Linked DNA regions of Mus musculus: region 2 is linked to region 1. A link is a contact called in public promoter capture Hi-C data. All regions are on one chromosome and are shown on one strand. Each heading gives the region's core, a stretch centred on a gene start, on an enhancer-like site or on the middle of the called end of the contact. The rest is flanking DNA. Distances are from core to core; before and after follow the strand shown.

Region 1 (3,507 bases), core at 12-2,511:
ACCGCCTCGGTGCTCCTTCCCCTCGGAGGCCAGCAGGCTGAGGCGATGGGGCAAATGGCCGGATTGACAACGTCCTCGGGTTCTCTCGGGTCATCGTGGACCGGGACACCGACACGAGGGTCTCCCCCCTCCCCACCAAAGTGCGGGAGGGAAAAGAAGGCCAGCCAGCGAGAAATTTTGTCAGGCAAACCCGCCAGCAGCGGTGGCGGGAACCCTCAACGGCACCTACCACGCGCTGGCCGCCTCGTGCAAGGCGGGGCCGCGGCCTTGCGTGGGCGCATGCTGATTGGCTGGCGGCCGGGCACGGGGCGGGGCGCGGCACGTTACCAGGCTGCACTGGGAGGGCGGGGGCGGTGGGGGCCCCTAGGCCCCAGCCGGGCCCAGGCCTGACAGGGCAGCGCGCGTAGCTCAGGCCTTCCCGGGCTCAGGCCTTGCCCCGGGTCGGGGCGTCGACGACGGCCGCGCAACTCGTGCCCGCGAGAACGTGTCCTGAAAAGGGCGAGCCGTCGAGGGCGCCGCCGTCCGGGCGGGAACACTTGAGGGCGGCCGCTCGCTAGGCATGTTTGGCCGATGGCCGTTTCCCCCGAGCTGCCCGTCCGCCCCACCGAGGGCCAGCGCCGCCTCCCCCACCCCCAGCGCCCCTTCTCACACAGCCCGAGGGGCCGCTCTCCTCAGCGGGGCTGCCCGCTGCCCTCCCGCGGCGCGTTCCTTCCCAACCCCACAGCAAGGCTTTCGACTCCAAAGTCCACTCTTTCCAGCCCGTCCGAAGCCGGGCCGCGCAGAGTCCGGCCGGCCCTCAGCACTCACCGCCCGGGACTCGGTCTCCATCTTTCTAATCTCCGGAGTTCGCGGGAAGCTCAAGTTGGAAGGCGCGTTCGCAGGAAGCGAGCCGGCGCGTCTCCCGTCGGGGACTCGCTCCCCCTGGCGGCGACGGCGGCGGCTGCAGTGGCGCAGTCTCCGAGCCGGGCGAGCTGCCCTGTGGGGGCGGGGGAGGCGGGCTGCGCGGCGGCGGTGGCGGTGGCGCTGTGCGCAAGTCCCGGGGCCGCCGGGGCGGCGGCACGGACGGCGCGCACCGCGACTGCCAGCGGCGGCAGGACGGACGGCTGGACGGACGGACGCGAGCACTGCGAGCGGAGGGGAACGCGCCGCGGAAGGCAAGAGCGGCGAGCCTTCCCTGCCCTGGAGGGCCGACCTCTAGGGTCTACTACAGAGAGTGGCCTCTGGGGACTTCCGAAAGCTGGCTCGAAGACAGGAAGACAAGTTCCCACGTGCAAACTCTGCTCCCCCTTCCGGGCGCCACACACAGAAGCAGCGGACGCCTCTGCTCTCAGCACCTGTCGCTGTCGCTGTCACTCATCCCTGCCAGGGAGGGCGGGGCAGCGCAGTTCAGGCCCCTGGTAGGCTAGCTGCCCTGCGCTCCTGGCTAATAATGCATATTTCATCTCAGCACTTGGGAGGCAGAGTAGGAGGATTTCTGAGTTCAGGGTCAGCTTGGTCTATATACCGAGTTCAAGGATAGTTAGTTTAAGGGCTACACAGTGAGACCTTGTCTCCCTCCCTCCCTCCCTCCCTCCCTCCCTCCCTCCCTCCCTCCCTCTCTCCCTCCCACCCCCACTCTCCCATAAAAGAACAAACAAGCAAATAAAATAAAAGTAGGAGAGAGCCTAAGGGAAGGGAACCAGCTTCATTAGACTTGGCCCCATAGCTTTGGGAACTCCGTTCAAAGACTCCTTTGCAAGGACTTTTTAAAAAGTGCCTGAGAGCCTACCTTCTCTCTTAAGTAGTATGTAATTTCTGTTAGATAAATTCATGTAATAAGGACTGTCATTATTATAAGCAACTATCCATCATACACATATCTTGTTTCCGGTGCAGTGCTTTATGGTCATTTCTACTGTAAATAGGTGGCTAAATACTTGGGTCAAAGTCTAAAGCTGTAGCTTTAACCCTAGCGCTCTGCAACCCCGATTCTTCATCTCAATGGGCTGGCTTTTAAGGGCTTTAAGCCATCAGATCAGTATCAGCAACTGTAAAAAGTTACATAACTTGTCCTCAGAGTAAGCAGCAACAATATTAATGTTAATATGTCCAAAGGTTAGTTATCAAGAATAAATATCCAAAAGCTTAGTTATTTACCAAAAATAAGATGGGAAACAATTTTTGTTAATTGTAGAAGCATCCTAGCAGTTGGAATACTTTTCTGCATACAATTTAAACTCATTTTCTCAGGTTTGAGTTTCTGTGGAAAAGGAATAATACACAGATGTGTATTCAGATTTAAGTACATATTCTAGAATTGATTTTTGGGCATTCTATCCCTCCAGTTGTAACTAAGGATTTGATTATTATTTGATTAGTGCTCTTTTCTTCTGAAGTCTTTTTCTTTCCTACTAGAATAGTTACTTTTGAAGGGAGCATCTTCTAAAAAGGCCACTTGTCACAGGAAATACTTGGTCTGACATAATGAACAAACTTGAGGGAACAGTGACTGTGTTAGGGAAGATAGCTACACTCCTCAGTTCAGCTCCTCTTTTACTTCTTATCCAAAAGGAACTTAAAAAATACTTGGCTGAATCACACAAAATTATATTGGATCAACTTAGTAGACAGTACAGTTCTTATGCTCATAATGGGATATGCTGCTGGAAGGCAAAGTTCAGACATTAGTCCTTGTTGCCAAAATATTTAAACTCAACTGGGGTCTCTTCTCCAACTATGATCATTCAGTTCCCAGATAAAAGACGAAAACTCTTTACATTTATGACAAACCTTATATACTAGAGCTGGGCAGTTACTAATACCCTCTACGGTATTAGTATCCACTTCCCTATCAAATATCCCAAGTTATAGCTTGCCATGTTTCATTTGGATAGCTCTTAGCTCCAAATGACCAGCCCTCATGACCATGTTTTCATGATTCACATACCTCATGCTGTCTTATCTCTCTCTCTCCTTCATACTCATATTCCTTCTCCAACCCCAAGCCCAAGAATTGAAACCCCACCTACCTCTCTTCTTCCTATCTATAGGCTGTCAGCATCCTTATTCAGCCAGTAGTTTTAAATCAAAGAGTAAGGCCATAAAGCATCTCTTGTCCCTGAGTCAACCATAGCCGGTATTTAGTATTACAGTACATAGCAACAAACCAAACCTCAACAAGTCCTCAAGACATCTGAATGTTGGAGAAGCCAGGGATGGTTGTGTGTGACTGTATTCCCAATTGCCTGTGAGGCTGAGGCAGGAGGATCACTTGAGCCCACAGTTTGAGACCAGTCTGGGTAACATAAGATATCATCAAAATAAATAAATTAGAAAGGGAGAAAAGACCAATTTGTACAAATGATAATTATACCTAAACATGCTTAAAATAAAATACAAACAAAAGATGTGTGAGCTGTGATGAAAACACTGTGGGAATGTTAATATACATTGAGGGTCTACAGGGCCAGGAATGGCCATAATTAAGGCTGGGAATGCTGTCTTGGCAGGAAATGGGAGGGAAGGGTC
Region 2 (3,785 bases), core at 950-3,449, 490 kb after region 1:
GACTACTGACCTTAATTAGCAGTTTTCCCACAATGGAGACCTGGTGTGTCCCTGCACAGAAGCCAAAAGAAGCCATTGCATGAAGCTGTGAAGGTGAAGCCTTGATTGCCTTTGAGATCCCAAGATGTTGGAGATACCAAGGTTGTGGAATACTTGCTGAAGAAAGCTGAAGACTAGTTGTGTAACAAGAGGGAGAGAGAGAGAGAGAGAGAGAGAGAGAGAGAGAGAGAGAGAGAGAGAGAAGAGAGAGAGAGAGAGAAGAAGGAGAAGGAGAAGGAGAAGGAGAAGGAGAGGAAGGAGGAGGGGGAGGGGAAGGAGAAGGAGAAGAAGAAAAAGAGGAAGGAGGAGGAAGAGGAGGAGGAGGAGGAGGAGGAGGAGGAAGAAGAAGAAGAAGAAGAAGAAGAAGAAGAAGAAGAAGAAGAAGAAGAAGAAGAAGAAGAAGAAGAAGAAGAAGGAGAAGAAGAATGTTGCAGTCAACAAAGCTGAAAGGAGTGGGAGATCTGAAGAGCAATTTGACATTAGAGATGAAGATGCAGAGTTTGGAATTTGCATGGTTGGTTTTTGGTCTCACTTTGGTCCAGTATTTCCTATTACCCCTTTACTCTATTTTGGAATAGTAATACATATCCTTTGCCATTGTATGTTGTAAGTATGTGATTTGCTTTTTGGTTTTGATTTTACAAGGGGTCACAGTTACGAGGTCACCATGAGTCTCATAAGAGACTTTGAACTTGAGACTGTAATAGATTATGGGGACTTTCTGAAGTTGGACTGAACAGATTTCTGTATTGAAGCCTATGGGGGCTAGTGAGTGGAATATGGTGGTTTTAATAAGAATGGATCTCATAGGGCCATAGAGTTGAATGCTTCAGGAATGGCATTAGGAGAGGAGTCCTTGTTGGAGTAGATGTATATTTGTTGGAGCAAGTGTGTCACTGGGTTGGACTTGAAGGTTTTGATTATTCAAGTCAGGCTCAGTGTCTCTCTCTTCTTGATGCCTGCCTATCTGGATGTAGAACTTTCTGCTCCCCAACACCAAGTCTGCCTGTGTGCTGCCATGCTTCCTGCCATGATGGTATTGGTAAATGTTTTGTTTTGTTTTGTTTTGTTTTGTTTTGTTTTGTTTTCAATAACAGTTGCTGTGATCATTGTGTCTTTTCACAGCAATAGAACATTGACTAAGACAACTTGATAGGTGCCAGATTCACAGAGTCCTCATGCAATTTATACTGTGATCCATCATGAGGGTTTGTAACCCTTTACGAGGAATGCAAGACCCATCCATGCTGACTGCCACTCTATCCTATTGCGTTCTGTTTCATTGCCTGGGGATGCACTGGTTTCCTCTTGAGACTCCATCACAGCATTTTCCATGGAGCTTACAAGGTCCCCACACATCATGTACATTTCTGTCTCCTATGCAAGGCACTGAAGGAAGAAAGAGACACCAACTTGAACATTGCCTGGCTTGAACATTGGAAACCTTCAAACCCAGCCCAGTGACACACTTGTTCATACTTGGTGGGTTCTGTGAGCTCACTTCTGTGCAATGTGTTTTGTTTTGAGGTCTTACAGATGGAGAGACCCAATCATTTCCCTCAAATTTCCCCAGGATTCTACCCATAAAGTAAGGCTTTAAATGGTACCCTTAAAGGATGTTTCAGATTGTCCTACTGCTTAGTTGGGGTAGGGCAGGCCATGGGCTCCAAGCTATTCAATCCTCCACCTGAAAGTCCTGCTTCTGAGCATCAGATTTTATCGGTCAGGCAGGATGCTCTGGTTTTTCTCTACTCTCCTTCCAATCTTCTGTCGTGGCAGGAACTCAGGCCTAACATCCTTTACCACTTAGCCTGCTAAGTTCCAACATACCGGAGCTAGTAAATCACAAGTGCTGGCTTGCCTATCCACTGTCTTTCCTTTCAAGAGATGCAACCACACCAGTGAGGAAAAAGCATTGAAACACACAAGGCATGGAGCACAGGGAGGTTTTCATGGTATGAGCAGCTAGCATAGATCCTGAAAGCCCCAAGCCATGGAAGACTTAATGTGTATTAGACTCTGCAGTTATTTACATAAGTGAAGACATAAGTTAATCAGTCAAATGAATTAGTGAGGTTATCAAATCAACAAGTTAATGGAGATCCAGAAGAAGGCTTGGCACGGCTGCCAGCTGGCTTGCCCCACTCTGAGTGGAGTTCCACACAAGCTGCTGAGGCAGTCTAAAGGGACACAGCTCCCTAATGTTGATTAAAGCACCGTGTTATAGAGCCATCGAGTCCTCTCAAAAGAAGGATTCCTGTGGGAGAGAATGTGGCCAAATTTGTTCCCAGGGAAAACGTTTAGTTACTAGAACCCCCAGGAAATCTTCCTCTCTCCTGCCTCAATCTGTAACATGTCTGGGAATGTTAGGAAGACAGGGCAAAAAGCCACGCTACCTAAAATGTTCTCCCAGTGAGAAATGAGTCCTTTCAAACTGTCCTACCTCATTTGCTGCAGCATGTGAGAATGTTCCCGACACGCATATGGTTGAATGTCTGTTTCCATTTTCCCCGCGTGTTTCCAAAGCACTTGGAGGTGAAAGTGGAAAGAGTTTTTAATGGAATGCATCTGCAAGTGATAGAAATCGGGGAGGAATTAAAAACAGTTATGAGTTGTTCTTAAAATGCAACTTGATCTTGATAAATGACGGACATGGACTGAAATCAGTGAGGGGAAAAGTCACAGTGCAGCTCCTATAGAAGGAAAAGAAAACACAGTATTCAGCTGGGTATGATCAGGCACCAGAACCATTGCCAAGCCTTCTTTGGGGACCTGGCTGTTAACGTGGTGATTCTGAACCATGGGAACATGTTAAGATGACAACAGCTATATAGTTTCACATGGATAGAAATATTACAGCAAACATAGCTTTACAAAGGTCATTTCATAATTTCCATGAGACTGTTCAGTGGTTGATGTGAAGCAAGACTAGCTGATTTGGGGAATAAAGCGATCCCCCCGCCCCCCAACAACTCACACTGATCGACTGAATAGTTTCTGGTGCCCAAAAAGGAGGTCAGAGGAAAGAACGGGACTGGGGATTATGGAATATTCCTGGACTTGACCCTAACTGTGCTCCAAACTGCCTTAGAGAAAGACTTTTTATTGTAGTAAGTATTTAAATTCTGGCCCGGGGCTTCTAACCTAACTTTTGTCATTGAGTTCCTGAATTAAAAAACACACATAGCCTTTATATTTGTAATAAGCCTTTGGCAGCACAATAGCTGGGCAGCTGCCTATCCTCTGTGCTGTAAGAATCTTCTTTTCTATTGATAACCCTGAATTATTTACTATTTACTGTTTTCCATCTGGGCTGCTCTTAACTCCAACTGGGCACCCTCAGGGCCATGCTCTCTTGACACCTAACCCATGGTGGCTCCCCCATCTTCCTCTCCTGATCCTTCTTCTTCCTCTCCTGCACCTTCTTCCTCTCTTGATCCTCTTCAGACCCCAAGCCCTTGAAACCTAAACCCCACCTATACGCCTAAATCCCCCTTCTGCCCAGCTATTGACTGTTGGCATCTTTATTTACCAATCAGAAATAACCTTAGGGAGGGTCACTCAGCATCTTACAGGAGGCCTCTCTCTTCTGGGACAACCAGTCTTGTGGTCACCAAATTAGCATTAGAATACAACCAGCATTAGGCCAACCCACTACACCTTTCTTTTCTGCCTTCAGCTCTGTCAGTGAGTCAACTTTCTGTCCTCTTGTCTCAAATGTTAAGTTGGAGCTAGATGATCAGTCT

What was found. Promoter capture Hi-C pulls out the DNA fragments that hold promoters and counts their contacts.
Region 2: a contact with region 1 is called in a promoter capture Hi-C map of liver, with 5 times the contacts expected there. The contact joins the enhancer-like site here to the promoter of Boll in region 1. A contact is called at or near these places in 11 of 39 promoter capture datasets (the 3T3-L1 cell line, 3T3-L1-derived adipocytes, the C10 cell line and 8 more), 1 of 484 Hi-C or Micro-C datasets (bone marrow-derived macrophages) and 2 of 9 other capture datasets (adipose tissue and liver).

What each region holds. Positions count from the first base shown.
Region 1 is chr1:55,362,492-55,365,998 of GRCm38.p6, forward strand. It overlaps Boll (boule homolog, RNA binding protein), which reads right to left and starts at 1,262. Exons shown (of 11, transcript NM_001368767.1): 1 at 808-1,262. The coding sequence starts at 828.
Region 2 is chr1:55,852,977-55,856,761 of GRCm38.p6, forward strand. No RefSeq gene overlaps it. Among named protein-coding and RNA genes, the nearest start is that of Gm32949, 34 kb to the right of the region's middle. Within about 2 kb of position 2,200, at least 5 of the 459 cell types and tissues checked have an H3K27ac peak or open chromatin away from gene starts, as enhancers often do. A contact at or near this core is called in 3T3-L1-derived adipocytes, where this site is marked.